Regions from separate parts of the Mus musculus genome. Here regions 1, 2, 3, 4, 5 and 6 are each linked to region 7. The links are chromatin contacts, called in public promoter capture Hi-C maps. All regions are on one chromosome and are shown on one strand. The core of a region is the stretch at or near the end of the contact, and the rest is flanking DNA. Distances in the headings are between cores, read along the strand shown.

Region 1 (3,308 bases), core at 388-2,887, 3.4 Mb after region 7:
GCAAAAATATTCTCCAGGAAAATGCCCAGCAAGAGTAATTCCTTTTATTAAATAAACAGCAGTTTTAAAATCTTATTTAGAAGATTATCCAAGCGTTAGATTTTAGAAACATGCTATATCAAACAGTAAACACATTAACTAAAGCCTGTTTGTCTGCCCTTAAAGCACCTCTCAAGCCATATGGGAAGTGTTAGCAATTATTTTATGCAATATTACTTTTAAAAGAATATTTTATTTAAGTATTTTATATTTTAAGACAAAAAATAAACAAAAAACCCTTTAAACCTAAATCTAAACATTCAGAAATATTAGAGTTCCAGTTTTCTTATATCATTCATAAAACACCTACTATTTCTAGAATCACACACACACACACACAAAAGCTTATGTCCCTATGTTAAGTATCGGGTATAAACTGGTGATCTAAGAAGTTAGCAAAACATGTTGTCCTCAACTAAACTACTACAGCAAGAAACAGTGACTAAGCATAAAGAAGAGTGATTCAACGAAACTGTATGCTTTAGAAAAATCAAACAGGGATACTTCATGGTATCCTTTGTCTCTTTGTCAGTCAACACAGGATTGTTTGGGAAAACTAACATAAAAGCGTGCAGAGCGTGTTAATGTAACTTACTTTGCCTGAAATTTAGCAGGGAACAAATAAAAAAAAGAACCTCAGAAACTTTTTGAGACTTCGTTTTAAAAACGTTAACCCTCTTTGATACCAGAATGCCCGTAAATAACTTCATCTTGGATCACAGTCAACAAAGCAATCATGGAAGAAAAGGTCAATTCCTTCCCAAGCATCTATTTTATCCGGGATTTACCACGGGACTCAAAGAAGGGAGAGGGGAGCAGGAGAAACGCGGCAAACACAGGCCTCCGTCGAGGTTAAAATGTAATCCCCGAGTGACTTTGAATCCGCCGTGCGTTCCCTGTCCTGCTTCCAATCTGGGACTCCACGAGCTGGAACCCAGGAACTTGGGGGGGGGGGGGGTGATCCCTAAGTCTCGCTTTAACCAGGGCCACAGCTAAGCCTCCGCGCCTCTCACTTCCATGAATGGAAAAGTTACCAACTTCGCTTATCCCGCGGAGACACTTGGAGATGCCTCGCCGTCCTTTAACCCGTTTGCGCCCAAACTCCTCAAGTCCCTACGAGGCAGAGGGTGCGAGCCACGCATTCCGGGGTCCCCCGGGGCTCCTCTGCGCTCAGTGGGGGTGGGGGCGGAGGTGGGGGTCTCACCCGGTTCCGCGTCCCCGGGGGTCGGGGCGCCATTTGCCGGGAGCCTCAAGGGCAGGCCACACGGGCGGCCGGGCGCGACCCGGACGGGGCCAGCCGGACGGAAGCCTCTGAACTGCGCCGACTCCACCGGCCCCGCCGCCCCCGGGGCCCGCGCCGTCCGGGCCGCTGCCCGCCCGCCCGCCCGCGTCCCCGCGCCAGCCTCCCGCGGCCTCGCCACACTCACCAGCCCGCGCGGGCCGAAGCGCCGCTCAAACCCTGGCTTCTCTGGCCTTAGCGCCCGGCGGCTCCGCAGCGTCCCCGCACCGGACCGGACCACGCACGGGGCCCGTCCCGTCCCAATCCTCTGCGCCTCCGCCCTGCCCGGACCGCCGCCTTTTCTCCTCGGCCTCCAACCGCCACCGCCCTCCTCGCGCGCCCCGCCCCGCCCCGCTGCGCCCCGCCCCCCGGCCCGGCAGCGGGTGAGCGGGCACGCGCACGCACAGCGGGCGAGGATGCGCACGCTGTCCTGTGCCGGTCAGGCCGAGCGCAGAGAACCCACGGGGCAGCCTCTCCCTTGGTGCTCCCTGCCGGGTCCGCCTTTCGCGCCTTTGCTTTTTGTTTGTTTTTGGAAGGACTCTCCGAGCCCCTGTGGCACTGTGGAGGACGCAGGCCCAGGAGCGCGACCCGTCCTCCTAGCGCGCACTCGCAGGAAATAGGTCAGCCCCCGTTGTCGGTGGTAACTGCCACCACCTCACGTGCCCGAGCCCTGTGACTCGGTGACCGCTCTGCTCTGTGACCCGTTTCCCCTTGTAAGGGCTCTGCTGCTCGTCAGCCCGCGGCGGGCGGCTTCGGTGGGGCGAGCCACGCGGCCTCCAGAGGGCGCGGCGCGGCTTCTGGGAAACGTCTTAGGGCCGGAGCTTTCCCGTGGCCATCCAGGGCTACACACCCCGCGTGTAGGCGTCCCCGTTACTACCGCCAGGCCCGGGCGTGAGGCTGAGGGACGGTGATGTCACCGACGCCCACCCCGTCTGGAGGCCTCCTGCCAACTCCCACCTCAAAGCCACCGTGAAGGAGCCTTGGCCCTGGCTGGCGGAGGGGCGGAGGTGAGAAAACCCCCTTGGGTGGCCGTTCTGGTGACTGCAGTTTTACTCCCCAGCTGTTGGAAACGGTGGCTCACGAGAGTCACCGTCCTTCACCTTAAAAACCAGCACTTTCATACAACTACACAAAACCCTGGGGAGCTTAAGACTGAGCACACTGTAAAGGTCAGGGGTTTGGTTTGGTTTAATGAAGACATTCAGATTTTTGAAATATTTAGTGCTTATATGTGGGGTGCTTAGGACGCTGTATTTTTTTTTTTTTTTTTTTTTTTTTTTTTTTTTGCCTGCTTTGGCTGTAGGAGGTAGGCGCTTTTCGGTCAGCCCAGAGCGTGAGACCCAAAGGGGCCAGGTAAGAAAAGTGAAGCAGACAGATGAAATGGTGGGAGAGTTGCTTGTGCATGACAGGTGGTCGCGATTGAGTCACACATCCTTCCATTACATCCCCTTCCGCAAAATAAGGGGACTGCGGCAGGGAATCCCAAAGGCTCTCTACAGCTTCAACATTCCCATACTGATTGATTGTACTTTGGGGCTTTCTGCCTCTCTAAATCACCTAGTTGACACTAGGTCATCTCCCACCTCAAGCTGAGTAGGAGTCAGGGCAAACAGAAGCCTCTGCTCTTCCATAAGTGGCAACCAGAGACTACCAGGAATCAAAGGTCTTCAAAGATGTCCTCGGAAGTATATGTGGACTTTGGGCTAGACTTGTGGAACAAAACTACCATTTATGTGGCTTAGCCACCCAGAAAGCAACAGGTACTTTGGCAATTTAAAATAAACAAATAAGCAGTAGCAGGTTTGACCTGTCTGCTCTCTTTAAAGAGAGGAGCACAACCCCCCTACCACGTTCTTAAATTAGTCTTGCATCGGCTTAGGAAGAATACGTACCCTATTTTTTTTCTAGAGGTCAATTTCATGGTGGGATGCTATAAAAACTATGGGACGGGAAGGTTGGTAAAGTTTTTGCTGAGCAAGCAAGAGAACCT
Region 2 (3,134 bases), core at 211-2,710, 3.2 Mb before region 7:
AACCTAGCCACAGTGCCTTGCCTCAACAGTCCAGTCGATTAAAGATCACGCCATAGGAAGAAGACACTGTAAACGAGTTCAGTGTTTTTCTGTAGTCATGGATCAAGAATGTCATTTATACATTCACCAAGATCAGTTCAGTTGTTTCTTACGGCACCCAAGATAAAAATATGGCTGTTTCATGCGAGGGAACAGAGGAAAATTATTTAAGCATATACATTGCCAACGTAATCAGAGGTAGACAGGAGAAATAAACTGTGATACTCGGGACAGCTCTTCTGGTAAGGTATGGGATCATTCTGAAGAAATGAGCTGAGATCAGAAGGGTGGAAAGGAGCGGGTCTTTGAAAGGGGCAGAAGAGAGTGCAGAAAAGGAGATTACATCAAACTCTTCCCAGGAACCCTGTGCTCTCATCTCTTTTTCTTTCTTTCCGTTTTTCTTCTTTAATAATAGATTTTTAATACACTATATTCTGCTCTTCTTTCCCCTTCTCCAGCTCTGCCAAGATCCTCTCCACCTCCCTTCCCAGCCGAATCCACAGCTTTCCTGCCTCTTCTTAGAAAACAAATATGCATCTAAATAATAATAAAATAGATAAGATGAAAACAAACACACAATATAGGACAAAACAAACAAATGAAAAAGCATGAGAAAGTCATATAGATGTATTCGTTCAGTGAGGAATTCCACAAAAAACAGAAAACTGGAAGCCATATGTCTATACAAAAGACCTAAAAAGATTACACATATATATATATATATCCCTGACAAAACATTCTGAGACAAAGAACCTCTTAAGATTCAACTGAGTCTCTTTTGTGTTGGCCATCTACTGCTGAGCATGGCTGTGCCCTCACTTCTTCACCTCTGATGTCCTCCTCACAACCCGGCCGTTCTCTCCAGACAACTCAGTCTTCTTTGTGCAGCCTGGCTCCTCCTGGCTGGCTCTGCTTCTGACAGAACCGACAGAACCCTTGGGTCTCTGGTTGGTAGGTCTGGGCTAAATAAGCTTTCCACCACGAGACTGAAGAATTCCCATACAGGAGCTCAACTGCACTCTCCAGAAACTCCTATCTTACCATTGTTGAGCCGCAGAGCCATTGAGCGAATTATTAATCCGAAACCCTTTGTTTTGCTCTCCTGTTCTAGTCACCTGTTTGTTTTTCCAGACCACGTTGTCAGGTTTAGCTCCAGTAAGGTCAGAAGGCCAGTTAACAACTTCACGAACACTGCCTGGCTCCCAGTCGTGGCTGTCAGCACACGCGGGAAGCCCGCCAGCCTCCCTCTCCCAAGAAGGCGCCTGGATGACGTCACCCAGAGCCGAGGGCTGAGCGCCGAGCGTGACGTCACGGGGGCGGAGCGAGTTGCCGTGAGGTCACTGGGTGGGCGGGGCCGGGCTCAAGCCCCAGTGTCGTCACGGGCGGGGGCGGGCCTGGAGCGTGTCAGCGCAGCCGAATCAAAACAAGCCCGAGACCCGCCTTTTCCCTCGGGCTCCTCCGCGTCTCGCTCTGCTCGGGGGCCCGTTGCGCCCGCGCGGCTGCGAGCCTCGGGTGGCCGCGCGTGGCCGCGCCGGCTTCTGCCGCGGAGGGCGCGGCGGCCGGAATGTCGCGGCGAGGGCCGCGCGGCGGGGCGGGCGCCTGAGGAAGAGCGGCCGGCCCGCGCTCTCCGTGGCCGCCCCGGTGCGGCGGGGGAGCCGCCTTCGTGGGCGCCGGGGACCGGGACACCCGCGAGCGGGCCGGGGAGATGCCCAACCCCAAGAACAGCAAAGGCGGCCGCAAAAACAAGCGCGCCAACAGCAGCGGGGACGAGCAGGAAAATGGAGCCGGGGCCTTGGCGGCGGCGGGTGCGACAGGCGCGGCGGCCGGAGGGGCCCTGGCGGCGGCGGCGGCGGGCTGCGGGGCGGCGTCGCCCGGCGCGGTGGGCACCGGCGGCGCGGCGGGCCCGGGAGGTGCGGGCACGGGCGCCGCCAACGCCACCGTCGCTGCGGGGGCTGCAGCCGCGGGAGACGCTAAGAATGGTAAGACGACAGCGGCGGGGCGAGCGCCAACTTCCTCACCGACGGGCGGGCGGGCGCGGTGGCGGGGCCCTGGGTGGCGCGGGCGGCGCGTGGACAATGCGAGTCAGGAAGTGCTCGCCCCGCCCCACCGCCCCGCGCTGCCTTTCCTTTCGTGGTCCCCACGCGGAGCGGCGTGGACCGGGGCTGCGGGCCCCGCGGCGGCGCTCCGGTTGGTGCCTGCTCCCCGTGGTGCCCGCGCGGGCTGAGTCTGAAATGTCCCGGGTTGGTGGGAGCGAGGCAGCGGGCAAGCAGGAAAAGGAGCCCAAGTTAGAATGATCCGATTGGAAACTTCCCTGCTCACCGCGACCCACCCACCCACCATTGCCCCCAAAGAAGAAAAGCTGCAATTCCCAGCAGATGTAGGCCTGTTGCCTGATTGCCACAGGTGGAGAGAGAGAGAGAGAGAGAGAGAGAGAGAGAGAGAGAGAGAGAGAGAGAGAGAGAGAGAGAGAGTGTGTGTGTGTGTGTGTGTGTGTGTGTGTGTGTGTGTGTGTGGTGTTCATTTAATTCTCTTGTCTTGCTCGAGGAAGGAAGAGAATCTGAACTTGACTTCCGTTCCCAACCTGAAGTGTTTGGGTGTCTTTTTCTTTTTTTTCTCTCTCTTTCTTTCTCTCTTTTCTTCCTTTTCTTCCTTTCCTTCTTTTCTCTTTCTTTCTTTCTTTCTTTCTTTCTTTCTTTCTTTCTTTCTTTCTTTCTTTCTTTCTTTCTTTCTTTTCCTGTCCCTTGTATAATTGTTTCACATTTGTTTTTCTGAAGAAGCCCTGATAATTTCATGAGCGCTTGAATGATCCTTTAGAAGGGAGGAATGCAGGTAATAGCTAAGGTGTGACAGGATTTTCCCTTCTTACCACAGGATGCCTGACATTTATTTGGGCAGCTTTTAAACTTTTTTCTTCTCAGGTAGTTTTTCAGGGGAAAAAAATGTACATTTTAATGTAAGTAGATGAGAATCGTTAGAATCGTTATATTTGCTTCTTAACAGTTTTCAAAGCCATCCTCTATGTAGATGGTCTCCCATAAAAAGGGCTACAGTACTTACAAGAATGCCACAGTGATTCCCATAGGAGATAGACTACA
Region 3 (3,517 bases), core at 601-3,100, 3.5 Mb before region 7:
AGGCCCTACTGTTTCTTCTATGACACAATACATACATTCTTGAGAAATGGCTACTCACTCACGGCTGTTTCACCTAGCGGATCCTCCTGGTACTTTCAGTTCCCAGCAGCTCTCCAAAAGCCCACTTGTCCCTTCAAGAAGTCTCTGGGGGTCCTCAGCCCTGGAGAGCTCTTCTCCAATCTCTCAGTAGTGTTTTAGAGCTCATCTCAGAGCAGAGAAGGCACCAAGTTTTACAAAGATAGCCAAACAATAGCATCGCTTTTGGGATAACTTTCCCATGTAGGTCTCAGCTCCGAAGCAAGTCAATATAGCACCACACTGTGGCCTGCTCCCAAACTGCTTTCCCTCTTTCATTCTTTCATGGCATAATTTTATAAAAGTAGAACCTAGGCCATGACATTCCTTAAAAACCAAGTTGTAGATCAATTCACAAAATACAACCATTCAGAGATGCCAAACAGGAGAATTCCGCCTTTTCTTAAGTTCAAGTTCTTTACCCTAAAAATACCAAATTATGAAACCTAACACGTGTTCACTTTGGAAACTGGAACCATGAATGCTGTATCTGTGGGGGTTTTTTGTTTTTGTTATTTTGTTTTGTTTTTTGGTTTGTTTTTTTTAAGAATTCCAAGTTTTTGGTTTTGTTTTTCCTAATGGAAGAACATCTCATAGTATGAGTTTAAGTACTTAGTAACTCCATTTTTGCTCTGTCTCAATATAATCTCTAGACACAATTTCCTCCCTAGGTAATGGGGAGATTGAAGGACAGGGTCACCTCAATCTAAGAAAGTCGGAATCTAAAAAGTCCCATCTTCCCTCTGAGAAGGCATCCACATCAAGGAGGGAAAGGTAAGTTTTCTTTAGTTTAGGGTTGAGCCTTCTCTCTTAGCCCTCAATTCCTAATCCCGGGGATGAAGTGGGGAGTCAGGCAGCAAGTCTGATTAGCCTTTCTGAATCTCAGAATCATTTCATTTGTTTTCTTTCTTTCTTTTTTTTTTTTTTTCTTTTCGGTTTTTTCGAGACAGGGTTTCTCTTTATAGCCCTGGCTGTCCTGGAACTCACTTTGTAGACCAGGCTGGCCTCGAACTCAGAAACCCGCCTGCCTCTGCCTCCCAAGTGCTGGGATTAAAGGCGTGCGCCACCACGCCCGACCTCAGAATCACTTCTAAAACGGGGATTTTGACATTACCTTAAAGGACTGTAGTGAGGTAAAGTGGGACGAGTGACACATACCCGTATGAGAAGCGCAGGCAGGAAGATCTCAACAACATAACCGGTTCCTGAGCAGTGTCGGCTATACGAGACTTGGTCAAAAAAAGGCAAAGAAAACGAAGAAAGACTGATAGACAGACAGACAGGTACACAGAAAACCTAAACGCACTCACCCCACCCCCACCACACCCAACTGCAATGCTTGGATACTGGCTATTTACAGAATCACACTTGGCGGCACAGCATCAGGGATGCTGAACCCAATACCGCTTCTCAAGCCAAACTAAAAGCAGCCAATCCGAGGTGTGGATCCGCCGCAAGGGGACAATAGGCTCCGCCTTCGATTTGTTCGAAAGGCATGCTGGGAATTGCAGTGCATGGGGCGGTCCTTCACCGAGGTGGCTGGCCGCTTCCGGTGAGGACAATATACAGCCAGTTTCCATGAGGCCATGAGACAGGCAGAAGTGGAGTGGCCAACAACAACTCCTCTTTCCCGCAGCCGCTGGAGCCATACCTGAAGGCGGCTATGGGAAGACGGAGCCCAAAGCAGAGACGCGAGCATCGCTAAGGGACCTGGGAGAGGCGGGGCTTTTCGCCTCTCGGAGGGCCCCGCCCAGATTACGTCACTTCCGTAAACAAAGGGCGCTTGCCTGGGTTTGTGACCCAGGCAGACGAGCTGGGCTCTTGATGCAGCCCTGGCGGAGGCTTTGAACGCTCTCTTACTTTTCCTAGCCGAGGAAGGGTAACCACAGCCTTTTCTCCCTCCGGTATGTAATGGGGTAAGGGGACCCCGCAACCTGTTCATTCGAGCCCCTCAGCACCTGCTCTGGTCACCGCTGAGTGTAGATGGGTCATCGCAGGGCTGGGTTGCGGAAGGGAAATGAATGAGGCAAAGTCCAGAGGCACCTCTGGTGATTCTGGTTGGCAGCGAGGCCTGACATTCAACCGTGAGCAGTTCGTCCCCTCTGGAAAGGTCCCTCGTGTTTGTCATACAAGAAGGATTTCAGGGTCTTGTGACAGATGTTATCTTTCAGAAAAGAGGACATCGCAAGCTTGGTCCCTCGGGGACCATTGGTTTATTGGCGATGCTTTATGTATTAACTGGTTTTTGCTTTTTCCTCCTCTTTTGTTACCAAATGTGTATTAGCATCCATAGATTTGAAGGTTAGCGTGTTTATATGTATCACCAATTATACAGATCCTCATCTCTTGGAAACCTGCTCCGTCATCTTCAAAGTTTTATTTAATCTGTATTACAGCTAAACAATTCCCGAATGACTCAAGTGGATTCGCTCTTGGTATCTGAGACAAGAGACTGAATGCTGTACCCTTTTCCAAGAAAAACCCACATCAGCTAGCAAAACAAAAATAAATTACCTGTATAATTCCCGACTAATTCTTTTAGGAGTGACAGAAGTCAGTTTCAGTCTTTTAAAATAGTCATGGCAGGACTAAATTCAACACTTTTAGATTTTAAATTTTATTAGATGACTGTGTACAGGTGCACACTGTGCCCCTGGAGGCCAGAAGAGGGCACTGGATACCTTGGGACAGAAGTTACTGTCATAAGCAGCATTGTTGGGCCTGGAAATCAAAAGAGACCTCCGAAAAGAGTAGTCAGTGCTCTTAACTGCAGAGCCATCTCTTAAGCCCCACAGTATTTTTTAAACGACCAGAGATCCTGAGTTCAATTCCCAGAAACCACATGATGGCTCACAATCATCTGTAATGGGATCTGATGCCCTCTTCTGGTGTGTTTAAAGAGAGTAACACTATACTCACATACATAAAGTAAATCTTTTTAAATTCATAGTGCAGTTAACGATTTGAAGGGGGGAACAGGTATGCATTTTCTGACACTTTTTTGTGATAAATTAATAATAGAATTAAGAAAATTCAAATCGAAAGAGCTAGACTTGTGGCACATGCCCATCCTTCCAGGACTCACTCAAGAGCCGAGGGAGAAGGATCATCACAGGTTGGAAACCAGCGTGGCTTACGTAGTAATTTCTCAGCCAGCCAAGGACATAGAGCAGAATTGTTTTTCAAAAAGAAAAGGTGAAGCTGTGCACACTTTTGATGCCTTTAATCCCAGGAGGGATAGAGCTATGCCTTTAATGAGTTCGGGCCAGCTGAGTCTACAGAGCAAATTTCAGGTCAGCCAAAGCTACATAGTGACACCTTGGGGGGAGAGAGAGAGAGATATCTAGGAGTGGTGGTTAATAGCATGTAAATAAAATGTATATTATGTAAGCCTTCAAGGTGCAGCTTAGTCCGCTGGTGCCCTGATTATACATGTATTTGA
Region 4 (3,342 bases), core at 422-2,921, 3.4 Mb before region 7:
ATCATTTAACCCATCAGCAAACTATGGGATGTTTTGTGTGAACCCAAGCTAAACCTGGTTTCCTCATCGTAAGAGGGCCATAAAAACAAAAACAGTGAATCCACACAGAATCTGAATTGTTGGGAAAGCCTAAAATTGTCACTATGTTGTCCTCTTCAGCAGCACAGATCTGAGACTTTCTTATCCTTCCCTGGTACCTAAAACACTCACCTTTCCCCACCACACCCCAGGGTTAAGAAAAAATGACAAAATGAAACAAAAGCAAAGTGAGAAAGAATTCACTCCCTAAACCACAGTAGGCACTCGGGTATTGTCTATATTCGAGGTGTGTGTAGAAATTTTTATATCACAAGGGTTTCTGTTAGAAGAAAACTGACTTTCACTCTAAGATGGGCCTCAGAGAACTGGAGGCTGAGGAGGCAGAGTGATGAGATTTCTAAAAGCCTGGAGACTCCTGGCCCAGCCCACACCCACGTCCCAGCACCTGAGCAGTTGAGGGGGCAACAGGACCCTGAGTTCAGGGCTAGTCTGGGATATAAAGCAATAAGCTGTCTCAAAACAAAGTAAAATCAAACCTCTGGCCCAATATTCTGCTTCCACTGCATTATATCCACTTCCATCTCCATGTGTTTGGAGATTTGGATAACTGGCTTGGGATCAATATGAGGATGAAAACTTAAGACGGTTCCTTCCTCCCATACAGTTTAAACAGGCTCTTACTATAGCAGCTATGAATCATTAAGCAGTAGCATTAATGCTCATCACAAATATTAGCACTTCTAAAACAGGCGACAAAGAAGGTTTACCCTTGCTGCTACAGAGTTACGAGTGGCAGAGTTACAGACTGAGGAGACTATCCGCTGTCTGATTCCAGCTGTTCAATAAATCCCAAACCAAACCCACAAGCTCCACTGACTATTCCCGGGAAGGGCACTAGAAGATACTGTCCACCGGCCACCCATTCTACGACCAAGTTCTTTTCACATCTATCTACATGCCAAGTATCAGCCAGAAGTTCAAATTTCTTAGTCTCCCCTAAGAACACAGCTTCCTTAAATTTAAAACAAAACAAAACAACCCCCCCCCTAAAAAAAAAACCCAAACCACCTGCTTCTTGGATACCTTAAGCGTAACAAATCTCACTTCATCGAGTCTGCTCGGCTCGCTCAAAAATCCATATGGCATTTTGCCTGCCTATAGTCGTAACTTTCCTATTGTGCGGGAGTCGAAGAGCTATGTGACTATAGTAGGCATATCCAGCAGACGCTAGGATGCACACACAACCCGAGAGACCCGGGACCTTGCTCTTCCAGTGCACAGGCTGCCGGAGGGATGCAGGCTCCGCAGACCCCCGCCCCCACCCGGACGGCGAGCCCTCCCCCTCCAGGGGTCCCCGCGCACCCCGCTCCCGCACCTGCGGCCTCTGCCCGTCCCCGGGGGAGCCCACTCCCGCTGCCGCTGCCCGGGGCCCGCGCGGCCGGGGACGCGGCGGTACCTGGAGGACCACGTCGTTGGGCAGCTGCGCGGCCCGGAACAGCTCGAGCACTCGCCCGTTGACCACCACCTTCTTGGTGCTCTCGATGTCGCAGTAGGAGAAGAGATCCGAGTAGTATTTCTGCTCGGCGTCGCTCAGCGTCAAGCCTTCCATCTTCGCCTCGGCCCGGCGGCCGCCCCGCCCCGCATGCACCACCCGGGCGCCGGCCCCGCGACCCGGGGCGGCCGGCGGGGTACTGCGCACGGCACGGCCTCCCCGCGGGGCCGCGAGCTCGTGTGGCCCGGGGCAGCCGGCGGCGGTGGCGCGCGGCTGTGCGCGGCCGCAAGCTCGGCGTGGGGAAAAGGAGGCGGCGGCTCCGGGCTCGGCCGCGTCCCTCGGGCTTCCCGCCTCGGCTTCCCCTTCCGCCCACGCGCCCCCCTCCGAGAAGTTGTGGGGCTTCCGAAGTCTAAAGTTTCGGGGGCTCGGGGCTGCGCGTGGCCGCCGCTCCGCCTCCCTCGGCCGCCATTGACTGCGCCCCGGCCCGGCACTGACAGCGGCGGCCGCGCTCCAGACCCGGATGTGAGGCCGGGAGGAGAGAGCGCGAGAGGGAGAGGGAGAGGGAGAGAGAGAGAGAGAAACACCCACCGGGCTGGCTCGGCCGCTCCCGGGAGAGCGGGCCGCAGCGCCCCCTGCTGGCCGGAGCCCCGCGGCACGGCGGGGCGCGGCGAGTGGCCCTGGGCGCCCTCCGCGAGGACCCCAGGCTGGGGGCACTTGGGGACCGACCGGCGTCCCAGCGACGCGGAGGGTTCAGGTCGCACTGCGGGCTGGGGTGCGGCAGCTTCTGGCGTGCAGCATTTCCTAACGGTTTGCACTTAACGAGGATAAGTGCATCGCTTTGCGCCGTCCACTGAAGCAGGGAAGCTTGCTCAGGTGTGGACGCTTAAACCAAGGCTGAACTCGATCTGGTCCCAAGCCGGGTCTTCTGTAAAACCAAGTTTGAAAAAATAGAAATAAAGAAAAAAAAAGTCACCTTTTTTTTTTTTTTTTTTCACCGAGAACCAAATACTGTCGGTTTATGCCATCCACTCGGGAAACCTGTGTAGGCCTTCAGCCAACTCCAGGCCCTCTTGTTGCTCACCATCCCTTCCTTCCTCTGGGGGGTGGGGGGGGGGGAGTCTTAATCTGCATCTGTCTCTGGAGTTCATAGACCCTTAACGAGCCTTTAATCTTTTAAAAGTATTTCTTTCCTGAAACTCTATGAAGTCAGGCTGGACTTGAACTCTTGATCCCCTGCCTTTTCTTTCCTAGTGAAGGGATACCATCACCAGTCAGCCCGCGACCTTGTCAGCATTAAATATGAAGTATTTCAGAAACGGGAGCCAAGGAAGATTACACAGAGGGCTTTTCAAGTTTGGTTTTTATTCTCTGTTACATAGAGCCCATTAAGGGGACATCATTATAAGAATGAGCAGACATAGAGGGCTGGGGATATAGCTCATTTGTTAGAGCACTGTGTGCACAACGCCCTGGGTTCTATTCCCAGCACTGCATAGATCAAGTGTGGTGGTGCTTACCTGTAATCCCAGCCATTTGGGAGGTAGAGGACAGGAGGATCAGAAGTTCAAGGTCATGTTCAGCCTCACAGAACACAGAAGGCCAACCTAGACCCTATCTCAAACAGCCCAGAAAACAGAAAGAAGAACTCTGGCACCAAATGCCTCCTTTGGAGGCTAAATCTAAATGAACGTCTGTGAAGCTCTTTATGTAAGTCTTTATAGATGCCACTTTGTGGCGATATTTTCATGTTACTCTACTTCATATAGTGCTTAGTACGTCTTACAATTCATACTCACAATTGCAGTTTGGGT
Region 5 (3,595 bases), core at 1,026-3,525, 3.6 Mb after region 7:
TTGCCTTTCTTCATCGACCTTCATCGGGGGAGCACGTTTCCTTCGGCTGCTCATTTTCACGCTTCCACTTTCTTGATAAGTAAATGTGAATTCTAAATGACAAATGGAATAGTTGGTGTGAGGCAGGATAAAGACAGGAAAACTAAGAGAATAGAGTCCATACAGTCAAGTCTGGTTAAAGCCTCTGGCTAACTGCAAATCTAGACTCCAGGAAAATTAACAATGTACATCTGCTGTGAAGGTTACCAACACTGAGGTGATATATCTTTTATGAGGAAATAGTTCCAAACAAAAACATAAACATTGCAATATTCAGGCTTACAGCCCTAATGTGCACAAACCTAGGCTGGGCCTCACTCCTCTACTGGATATTTTCTAGGACTCTCACACACAAGACTCTGACTTTCATTCACAGTGAAAATATCCTCATTTCATGAAGCACATCCTAACCCAGTTCCTTATCTTAACAATAACCCTGTGATACTAGGCACATTCCTCAGTAGCCCTTACACAAAACTTAAGTCTGTTATATAATGTGAACTCTTCAAAATAGGTAAATTGATAAGAAGACTTAAGTCAAGTAATAGCTGCTGTGCTTTGGCTATAAAAGCTCCTCACAGATTACATGTCAGAACTGAGATGGGGCCTAGGAGTAGGGAGTCCGATGCTGGTTGCTGAGCCTGGGGGACCAGTCTTGTTTCCTATCCTGTCTGTTTTCTTATCTACCCAGGTGTGAGCAACAAGGTGTGACCAAGCTGCTGCAACAAGAACACCCCACTGTGTCTTCCCATCAGAAGGGATTGGTAATTGGTCACCTCAAGGACAAAACTAACAGGTAAGAAACACTTTAACCATGATCTCATGTATCAAATGCTGTGACAGTTTCACTCATGTTTGGTAGAAATTTTCAGTTAAGAAACAATCCCATTAAAGAAGACAAATTATAATACTATACTTGATGGCCAACAACTAGGAAGACAAACCTCTCACTACATCAGAAATAAATGCCTGTCTCACATGTTAGTTGTATTTAACCCCACACCACTGCTCTTTTAATTCCAATGAGCTTGACAATCCCAAAGCGTTAACAAAACTTCGATCGATCCTTATACAGAGGAGGGAAGAACACACACACACACACACACACACACACACACACACTAGTTTTATGGATTAACAGTGTGATTGGCAGGGAGTATCACTATTCAAAGGTTTGGACCAATTGGAATAGGTGTGGCCTTGTTGCAGTAAGTGTGTGACTGCAAGAGCTGCCTGGAAGCCAGTATTCTGCTAGCAGGCTTCAGATGAAGATGTGGAGTTCTAAGCATCTTCTGCACCATGCCTGCCTGGATGCTGCCATGCTCCCACCTTGATGACAATGGACTGAACCTCAGAACCTGTAAGCCAGTGCCAATTAAATGTCATCCTTTATAAGACTTGCCTTGGTCATGGTGTCTATTCACGGGAGTAAAACCCTAACTGAGACAAAGAGTAAAAGCTTAGACAAAGAATAAAGTGGTGTTAGCGATCATGGGACCTAGGCAAATACAGGAGCAAAGGCAAACACGTAGGAGAAAAACATAGACTTGCCATGATAAATTCAAGCCAAGTGGATTAAAAGGCACCACGGTGAAAAGGCAAGACTGTAAACAATACCGTTCCTCCCACAGGGTACCTTAACCAGAAACCAACATCTTCGTTCACCAACCTAGCGCTACCTGCAGCGTCAAAGTGCACACAATGCACAGGAGCCAGGGCGCTTCTGCAGGCGACTGTAATGCTTGAGAGTTTGCCAGCCTAACTTGGCGGCCTCTGCATCCCTCCCAGCTACCTGTCGTCCCACGCACCGCCAGCCTGCAAGGCAAGTTATCCTCGAAGAAGGAGCCGGAGGGACAGCTCGTGACAGGGCCTCAGCACGCAAGCGTGGGCAGCAAGCACCCGTCCCACGCGAGAAGGGCTCGGCCCACGTCCGGGCTGGGGCCGAGCCGCGGGGCCTCGCAGGGCCGATCACTCCGGATCCCGGAGCTGCGCAGGAGCCCTCGGAGTTTCCCTGACGCGCAGAGCCAGCCTCCCTCCGCCGCGACTCTAACCCCAGAGCCCGCACGCACCCTCACCTACCTCAGCCGCTCTGCAGGCACCTGTCGCCGGGCCCGGCCCTCCTCGCAGGCTGCAGATCCCGGGCCCACAGTCGCCACACTCACCTGCGGGAGTTGCGCATGCGCGCTGCACGCTGGGTGAAGCCTGGCACCCAGGCCGGAAGCCGCCAGCGCCAGCTGAGGAGGCCAGCAGGAGCGCTCGCTCCAGGCGAACGCGCAGGACCAGTCGGGACGCTCCGCCCCTCTTTCCGGTGTTGGCTTCAAAAAGCACCTCTGCGCATGTCCCGTCCCTGAGGTCCCGGTAGAAGACGGTTTAAGTCTCGCGGTGGTTGTGCCTCTCTCTTTTCCCCGCCTCCCGTGGCTTTAGCAAATGCAGGATGGGCGGGGCCCGAAAGAAGGGGCGGGACCTCTTGCCAGAGAGGGCGGGGCTCTTTGCCAGAGCGGTAGGCTTGATGTGAGTTGTGGTTTTCATAAAAAGGCAGAAAGTTACATAAAACGGAATTCACGATGCTGAGCAATTATAATACCCAAACAAATATACAATTAATCCACTAAACCAAAAGAATTCGATCTGCTAAGGAAAAAAAAAAAAAAAAAAAAAAAAGGCAGAGACGATGTCTTCAAAAGGAACTGAGAAAAATGAAGCCAGAGAGAAATTTATTCTTGCCAAGAAAATTACTAAGGCTTTAAATGTTTAAACGTTTTAAGAGAAAAAAAATTATACAGCTATGCTGAAGCAGGCCTCCCAGTATCTTTTCCAAAGGGAGAATTCTATCTTCAGTAGACATAAAAGTCTCTCCTCTGAGGATTTCAATAGTGTGTTTACCAAGTGCTTTGTATGTCCTTCGAATTTTTTTCTGTGGAGTAATTTTTTTTTTTGTTTGTTTGTTTGGTTGTTTTGTAATCACCAGAGCTAATTCCAGGGGAGGAAAAGGTTCGCTTGTTATTTGGCTTTCTGGAAATTCCCTGTTGTGAGACATCTGTTCATGAAAATACTGTGTCTTACCACCTAGTAGATGGTAAATAATCTAATGATAGTACAGACAGGAGAACCGACTTATTGGACACACTCAGATCTTACACGTGAATCCCCACTTTTCATATAACTCAGCTGCCTTGTTTGGAAACAATACAGGTGTGTTGTATCATGTCTAAGCTAGGCTTGGATCCAGTCCATAGTGATAAATATTGCAATTAAGAAAATTTTAATTTTTTTTTCTGGTTTCTGTGTTGTGGTCCAGTAAGTATACATCATGTCTAAACAGAGTATAAATATCAAAATGTTTAAATATTTTGACTGAATTCTCAGCACAGTACCTTTCTCTTGATAGAGGATTTGCTTTGAAGCTGATGGCTGCTCAGTCAAGCTCCTGGCTGGCAGAAGAGGAGGCACCTATAGAAACGTGTTAAAAATAAACACAAGTTCTGGTTTGCAAAGAAAGAGATCACTACTCTATCCGACAAGGCTGAGCCACACAATATGGGTGCTCAGAGCTGAA
Region 6 (3,521 bases), core at 699-3,198, 3.0 Mb before region 7:
ACGCAGCGCAGTCATTTGAAACCATCTACAAAATCCACAAGATTAAGCAGTTTGCCAAGCTTAATATCTAACAGTTGAGCACGGGAGAAAGTGAGGAAATAAAGGAGTAAAAACAAACAACAAAAAAGACCAAGTTAGCTAGATATTTCAACTACATAAGGGAGGTGAATGTCAAGGCTACAAAAAACGAAACAAGAATAGGAAAAAGTGGCAGCAATCTTTTTTTTTTTTAAACCAATTTGTACAAGTTTATAGTTTACTTTGTTTCCAGGTTCTCAACCCTTTCAGGATCTGAAAAGCGAGATACTGCGTCTAAGGGAATGTTTGTTTTTTTGTTTTTTTTTTAATTCACACCGAAGAAGTTGGGGGTGGGGGTGGGGTGGGGAGGGTGATTTCTTTCCGCCTGCGAGGTTAACCGAGTCAACAGCTGACTCTGCTGGGCTGCTGCTTGCACACGAAGTCCGTCATAAAATCAAACTCATTTTGGCCCAGCCAGAGTTCGGGCAGCTCCTTGATGCGGTCCAAACCCATTTCTATCACTAAGGACATAAGCACTTCCTCGTCGATGAAATCAGTGTCTATGACATTGGGCGGCAGCATTGCCGCGGGGACGTGAGCCACCGAGGCGGGCATGGTGCTGCCACCGCCGCTGCCGCCCGCGCTGCTGCCACCCGCGCCGCCCGAGGTGCCGCCGGAGCCGCCGGGGGTGCCGCTGCCACCCGCACCGCCAGGGGTGCTGCTGCCTCCGCTGTGCTTGGGGTTGCAATCTCGGAAGTGCTGGTTTGTCCCGTTCATCTGGTGGCCTGCAGTGGGGTGCAAATCCGGCATGTAGTGGTTGTGGGGGTAGGGGTGATGGTTGAAATACTGGTTGTTGAGCTTCTGCAGCTGCATGCTGGCCGGCAGGGAGCCTCCCTGGCTGGCCACCGGGGGACCCATGAACTGGGAGTTGTTAAACCTGGCGGCCGGGGCCAGAGCGCTCGGGGGGTGCCCCCCGTTCACAGTCCCCGGCCCCATGGCGTGCCTGATGCCGCTCGTGGCATTCATGTTGCCCGCGCCGTAGTGTATGTGCTCGCCCATGAGGGCGTTGAAGGCGTGCTGGGGCTGCTGCTGCTGGTGATGATGCGGGCTCGGGAACTGCCCCATGCCCATGCGGTGGGCAGGGTGGTGGTGCAGCCCGTTGGTGCCGTCGGGGAAGCGCCCGTGGTTCATGGCCATCATATGGTCTGCCATTTCCAGTCCTGAAAGCGAAACGAGCAGACGCTGAGACCCGCGCCACACGTGTCGCCCACCAGAGCGCACCCCACTTCTGTAGCCCCCCGTACCCGCGAGCACGTCTCAAGCTGCAGACCACCACCCCCGAGAGAGCCCACCAGCAGCCCGTGCACCCGAGCTCGCTACCTCGGCGGACCTGCTGCCTGCCGGACCCGCACAGCCTGGCGCTGAGCGACCTGCCCCTTCCCCTAGGATCCGGGAAAGTGTGGCGGGGGGAGGGGGACCGGAGCCCACACCCCCCTGGGTTCCCTGAAGTGGCCTAATAAAGGAAGTGCCCCGGAGCCGGGCCGCGAACTTCAGGCATTCAATCAGCCCTCCTCACCCTGTGGTTGCACATCCTGTTGTTATTCCCCAGCTCCGCCTCACGCTTGTCCCCGGAGCCAGCCCTGCCCTCGGAGGACTAGGCTGGCAGCAGCCCTGGCTAGCTTCGCCCGCCGCGCTCACCTTCCGTCTTTGCGATTTCTGCTCGGAACACCGAAGGCGGGCTCGTCGAGTCCAGGACCGGCTCAGCAGCACATAGAGGGACAGCCGATGGGCTGTGAGGCGCTCGCCGGTGCGAGGTTGGCGCCGAGGTCTTGCAGCAGCCGCTGGAGCAAATTCCGAGCCGTTCCCTTTTCTTTTCCTCCGCTGCCCTAGCCGCTCCGCAAGACCGCCAGGCAGCTGCCAACAATGAGCTGTGTTTCTCCGGGCTTTGGCCACTGTTAATATAAGGATCTCAGGAAGGGCGGAGCGACAGCCTCCCCGGCGGCAAGCGCAAACACACGGATCCCGGAACATCAGCACCCTGGATCGGGTCCTCTGCCGCGTCCGCGAGTCCGCGCTGCACGTGCGCAGCGGCTGCGCGCCCCGGCGCCGCCCAGCAGGTCTCCGGACCGAAGTGGCTTTCTGGCTCCCAAAGGCGAGGTTGTGCCTGCCACCTCAGGGACACGGAGCTAGTCCTCCCGGCCACCCAGTGCACGGAAGCATCTACAGGAGAGGAGCAAGGAGCACTCCCCACCTCCTTCTGGCTAGATCTCCCCACCCCCAGCTCGCTCACCCGGCTTACCTAGTGATCTGCCCTGCCCTCTACAGGAAAAAGGGGTTCGCTCAGCCTCCCTGCCCTGCAGAGTTTTCTTAGGTGCCAAACTCTTCCCAACCTACGAAGAATGGCTATGCTTTCCCGAGTTAGATTTTTAAAGCCCTGGGCCGATCGTGTCCTGTCCTCTGAGCGCGCTTTCCTGAGCCGCGCCTTTGTGTTTGTGTTTGTGGTTTTGTTTTTTTTTATATACAGGCAGCACGTACACCTAACTGAGGTATTTTTCTTAGTGTGGATGCACCCTTTAACTCCCCACCCCTCACCCCCGCTCCGCACCTCCACTCTTTTCAAGGACAGGGGTTGGGGGCGGGGAGCGGCAGCGGCTGCAGGTGGACCGAGCGCGCTCACAGGCCGGGGCGGCTCCACTCCCGGGGTTCTGGAATCCGCTCCGCACTTTACGGCCTGCTCCACGCTCCGGGAGTACGTGTGCTTCTGCTAAGTTTGCGTTTGCAGCTCTTGGTAGCTTTGGCATCCGAGCTGAGGCGTCCCTGCTCTGTAAACAAACTCAGCGATCCTCGTCCCCAGATCCACCTTTTTGCACATACACAGTTACTTGCTTCTGCTGTTGCCCTTGATCCAGGAGGTGGGGGTGTGTGCAAACTTGCACAGCCTCCCTCCGGGCTCTTGCCTGACGGTTTGGGGTTGATTTAGAAGCAAACGGGTTTGTAATTAAGAAATTCGAGGGCTGAGTAAGGCTGCTGCTGCTGCAAAAGGAAAACAGATAGATAGCTTGGTAATCGCTTTGTAAATAAAGTCGTTTTGGAAGTGGGCACGTAGCAGCACGTCCTGTATGGCACAGTGCGCGCACACACGGCTACTAGTCTTCCTTTTCAGTGAAATTGTTCAGTGGAGCAATAGGCGGTGATAATAATAACCTTGCTTGCAGAACGAAGCACAACGAGCCCGATCGCCCATTTGGCTCATTGACTTGCAAATAAAACCCCTAACACTGGTCTGGGCCACTATCCAGTCCTAGCTCTCTTGCTTTGCGAGTTATTTTTCCTACACCAGGATGAGGCTGTTTGGAGCGTGTATCTCTCTCTTTAAGTGGTGAAATCGAGTTTAGCGCTCCGAATAAGGACTTCTGAGTACGGTTGTTTCTTCATAACTCGATGTCCATGGACGACTTCCTGCTGTAAAGAGCCAGTACCCCTCCCCCATCTCGTTTCTTTTT
Region 7 (3,531 bases), core at 790-3,289:
AGTTTAATAAAAAAGAAAAAAGGATGCAACTTGAATATGTATGAATATGAATCAGATTTTAATTACTGTAACAGGATATAGCAATGATAGATTTCTTCTAATCAAAATGAGCCCTTGCTGAGTTTAAAATAAATGAATGAATAAAGGCAAAAAAAATTAGACAACTTAAAAATTTCGCAACCAGAAATTAAAATGAAGCAATATTTTTTCAAAAGTTTGTCCACAAAGCAAGAATGAATGAATGAATGAATGAATGAATGAATAAGCTAGTAATGTTTACTACTAGATGTCCCTCCACTCCCCCAAGACAAGTTCCTGGCTGTCCTGGAATTCCCTCTGAAGACTATATTTTCCTAGACCCCAGAGATTCACCTACCTCTGCCTTCAGAATGCTGGGATTAAAGGTATGCACCACCATGCCTGACACTATTGAATTTTAGTGAATCTTTATGGAAGAACCTATAGCAATACGTCTCAAGCCATTCCATGTATAAAAAGGGAAGCAACACTACCATTTTCATTCAGTGATACTAGTGTTACTCTGGTGGTAAACCACATAAGGCAAACACTATATACCAATATTGGCGTTGAAAAAACAGGAAAGTTCAGCCGGGCGGTGGTGGGGCACGCCTTTAATCCCAGCACTTGAGAGGCAGAGGCAGGTAGATTTCTGAGTTTGAGGCCAGCCTGGTCTACAAAGTGAGTTCCAAAACAGCCAGGGCTATACAGAGAAACCCTATCTCAAAAAAACAAAACAAAAAACAAACAAACAAATAAAACCCAAACAAAAAGAAAAAAAATACAGGAAAGTTCAAATGAAATGTAAGTCCTTAAGGATGATACTATGCAATGGAGAGGTGGCAATAGATAAATAAATAAATAAATAAATAAATAAATATCACTGCTATAAAGAAAAGGTGGGGTGTGCTATAAAGTCAGAAGTGCAGACTCTCCTGGACTCTATCTTGTCAAGTAGTAAGACAGACTAATACTTTCCTAATGTTCATCATCTTCCTCCACTAATCAACTCGCATAGTTCACTAAAACAAGCACTAGCCATATCAGAGAAAGTATTCAATTCTTATTAGTTCGCATGTGTTTACCTTTCAAGTTTGAAAAGGACTGTCTATTCAGTCCAGTATTTGGACATGCAAATTTTAATCTAGTATTTAAACATAGTGTTTCTCATATAAGAATTTAAAACTTCTAAACTAAAAGCAATGGTTGTTTCCAGTTCCAATCTCCTTTAAGTACATGTTTTCAGTATCTCTTTACAGTTTCTAGAAAGGCTATAACGTGTACTTCTGTGTGTGTGAATGTATAAATTTTTATTTTGTGATCATTTTCTCTGTTAAAACTAATGACACCTCCACCCCCCACTCCACCCCACCCTCCCCCCCCCCCACCAAAAAAAAAAAAAAACCCACTGTGGCCCATCTATATGCATATGTCTGTAATCTCTACTAACTGGGAAGCCCTGGGTAAAGGATTTCAAGTCCAAAGCTTAGTTTGGCAATTTAGTGAGACCCAGTCTCATAAAAATAAAGACAAGGGAGAGAGTGAGGGAGGGAGGGAGGGAGGGAGGGAGGGAGGGAGGGAGGGAGGGAGGGAGGGAGGGAGGGAGGGAAGGGAAGGAAAATTTGAAAGCTGAGAAGGTAGCTTAGTAGTATATACGCTTGCCAGAATATTCCCAACAAAACACACACGCATGAGATAAAGAGAGGGGAGGGGAAGTTTTCCTTTCTCGCAGTTAAAGTCCTTTACGTTATTTTCCCCTTTCTTCTCTTTCATTCATTCCATGCAAACAAACAAACAAAAACAAAAGTTAAATTTAAAACCTCTATCTCCGCTTACCAGCAGAGAGCGCTGGAGCCGTGTGCGACACAGGAGACTCTCATTCTCCAAATAATAACTGCCTTAAACCAGGCAGTAAGTTTGTCTCCTTCGGGCACCCGTCGCGGACAAGCGTCTCAGCAACGGATGCGTGGGTGAGAATTGCCCGCTCGGAGGCGGAAGCGGAAGTATCTGTGACCGGCGAGTAGGAAGTAGCGCTTCCGGGAGTGGAGATGGCCGCGCTGGCCCCTCTGCCGCCGCTGCCCGCGCAGTTTAAGAGCATACAGCACCATTTGAGAACGGCGCAGGAGCATGACAAGCGGGACCCCGTGGTGGCCTACTACTGTGAGTCCCTCCGAGTCCCCGTTCTCCCGCCCGGTTGCGCCCCGCGCCTCCCTCCGCTCTTGAGGCCCGCCCCGCCCCCTGGCTTCAGACCTGAGCCTTGACCTCTGGCTCGGCCAGGAGGACCCCAAGTACTAGACTCCCTCCACACCCGGACCCCCGTCTCTCCAGCTTAGAGCCTCGGACACGCCTCCCGGCTGTTCTTTCTTCTGGGAATGAGAACCTCGATAGTCATAGGTTTCCCAGAGATGGGTGGGAAGGGAGACTAACAGAAAACATAACGAAAGCTGTGCATTAATCACGAGAGCTTTCAGGTCCCTTCCGAAACTCAGACGGTTCAGTGGACAGTGGCTACTACTGAAAATTTGAATTTGACTGTTCTTGACTTGTTTTCCGTACTCCTCATTACCACCAGTAAGAATTTGGAGTCATCCTTTAGCTATCCTGAAAGTTAAGAAGTTTAATGCCAATATTCCTAGTTTGAGATGTATATACTACTGAAGAGGACACAGTTTGAACTCCGTTCAGACATGCAGAGTTGGTGAAGTGGATAGGACTAGTAGTTTTATGTAAACTATGATTTGAATATTATACTCCTATCTTTGTTGCAAGAAATGACTGTACTCTGAGTTTCTAAAGAACTTTCAGAATACAGAAATGATGTGTCCTCTGTTGTGGACATTGTTAGCAAAAATCTGGACCAAGTCAAGCCTTCCCTTGTGGACATGTATGTACCTCATTTCTCAAATGTGCATGGATGTCCCCCTACCACCACCAATAATTGCCATTCTCCACTTGATTTATGATCTGAATTCCCACCTCTTCTGCAAGCCACTCGGTGGCTATACTTCATTTTTATAAAAATCATACCAGTATTGTTCCCACCATTCTTGTTCTTTTGATGATCTTCAAACATATCCTAATTATTGAGCCTTTTTACCTATTGACGAGCATTCCTAAGTACTGGGAAAAAAAAACTAAAACCCAGCTCCTGTGGTCCTAGGACTACTGAGAGGAGGGGCGTTTGAACAGTACGCATTTTATAATTTCAGGAACGGGCATAGAAGTGCCACAGTACTGTAGAGGGGACCTCATTTTCCTGTGTTCAGAAACACATTGCTCAGTTGACAATGGAAGCCAGACCTTTGTGCACAATTGCTGAAGAATATACCTTTAAAAGGAACAAAAGTCTGAAGGTCCACAGAGAAGTTTAAAAGAGGAGGAGTGAGGATTTGGAGAGTATAGAGCCAGAGAGAAGTTGGATACAACAAAGAGGCTGGCTCTGGACTGTGAACCAGGGCCCTTTGTTTCCCTCTAAGCCAATCCTTATTCATGAACCTGTAACTGTGCACCTTT

The links. Promoter capture Hi-C pulls out the DNA fragments that hold promoters and counts their contacts.
Region 1: a promoter capture Hi-C map of pre-B cells shows a contact between it and region 7. The contact joins the promoter of Fbxo30 here to the promoter of Vta1 in region 7. A contact is called at or near these places in 2 of 39 promoter capture datasets (cranial neural crest and pre-B cells).
Region 2: a contact with region 7 is called in a promoter capture Hi-C map of pre-B cells. The contact joins the promoter of Heca here to the promoter of Vta1 in region 7. A contact is called at or near these places in 2 of 39 promoter capture datasets (cranial neural crest and pre-B cells) and 1 of 115 datasets of contacts at active chromatin or transcription factors (astrocytes).
Region 3: a contact with region 7 is called in a promoter capture Hi-C map of pre-B cells. The contact joins the promoter of Ccdc28a here to the promoter of Vta1 in region 7. A contact is called at or near these places in 2 of 39 promoter capture datasets (the C10 cell line and pre-B cells) and 1 of 484 Hi-C or Micro-C datasets (the N1E-115 cell line).
Region 4: a promoter capture Hi-C map of pre-B cells shows a contact between it and region 7. The contact joins the promoter of Reps1 here to the promoter of Vta1 in region 7. A contact is called at or near these places in 2 of 39 promoter capture datasets (cranial neural crest and pre-B cells).
Region 5: a promoter capture Hi-C map of pre-B cells shows a contact between it and region 7. The contact joins the promoter of Shprh here to the promoter of Vta1 in region 7. A contact is called at or near these places in 1 of 39 promoter capture datasets (pre-B cells) and 3 of 484 Hi-C or Micro-C datasets (CD4 T cells, liver and rod photoreceptor).
Region 6: a contact with region 7 is called in a promoter capture Hi-C map of pre-B cells. The contact joins the promoter of Cited2 here to the promoter of Vta1 in region 7. A contact is called at or near these places in 7 of 39 promoter capture datasets (the 3T3-L1 cell line, cranial neural crest, hippocampal neurons and 3 more) and 1 of 484 Hi-C or Micro-C datasets (the N1E-115 cell line).

Annotation. Positions count from the first base shown.
Region 1 is chr10:11,279,659-11,282,966 of GRCm38.p6, reverse strand. It overlaps Fbxo30 (F-box protein 30), which reads right to left and starts at 1,637. Exons shown (of 3, transcript NM_027968.3): 1 at 1,467-1,637.
Region 2 is chr10:17,946,393-17,949,526 of GRCm38.p6, reverse strand. It overlaps Heca (hdc homolog, cell cycle regulator), which reads left to right and starts at 1,460. Exons shown (of 4, transcript NM_001033432.3): 1 at 1,460-2,018. The coding sequence starts at 1,745.
Region 3 is chr10:18,233,314-18,236,830 of GRCm38.p6, reverse strand. Ccdc28a (coiled-coil domain containing 28A) reads left to right here and starts at 1,850. Exons shown (of 6, transcript NM_144820.4): 1 at 1,850-1,979.
Region 4 is chr10:18,054,269-18,057,610 of GRCm38.p6, reverse strand. Reps1 (RalBP1 associated Eps domain containing protein) reads right to left here and starts at 1,671. Exons shown (of 20, transcript NM_009048.2): 1 at 1,496-1,671. The coding sequence starts at 1,648.
Region 5 is chr10:11,148,110-11,151,704 of GRCm38.p6, reverse strand. It overlaps Shprh (SNF2 histone linker PHD RING helicase), which reads right to left and starts at 2,275. Exons shown (of 30, transcript NM_001077707.1): 1 at 2,119-2,275; 2 at 1-92. The coding sequence starts at 54.
Region 6 is chr10:17,721,655-17,725,175 of GRCm38.p6, reverse strand. Cited2 (Cbp/p300-interacting transactivator, with Glu/Asp-rich carboxy-terminal domain, 2) reads right to left here and starts at 1,948. Exons shown (of 2, transcript NM_010828.3): 1 at 1,717-1,948; 2 at 1-1,238. The coding sequence starts at 1,230. The coding sequence ends at 421.
Region 7 is chr10:14,703,997-14,707,527 of GRCm38.p6, reverse strand. It overlaps Vta1 (vesicle (multivesicular body) trafficking 1), which reads left to right and starts at 2,039. Exons shown (of 8, transcript NM_025418.3): 1 at 2,039-2,178. The coding sequence starts at 2,067. It overlaps 1700016L04Rik (RIKEN cDNA 1700016L04 gene), which reads right to left and starts at 1,919. Exons shown (of 6, transcript NR_045824.1): 1 at 1,855-1,919.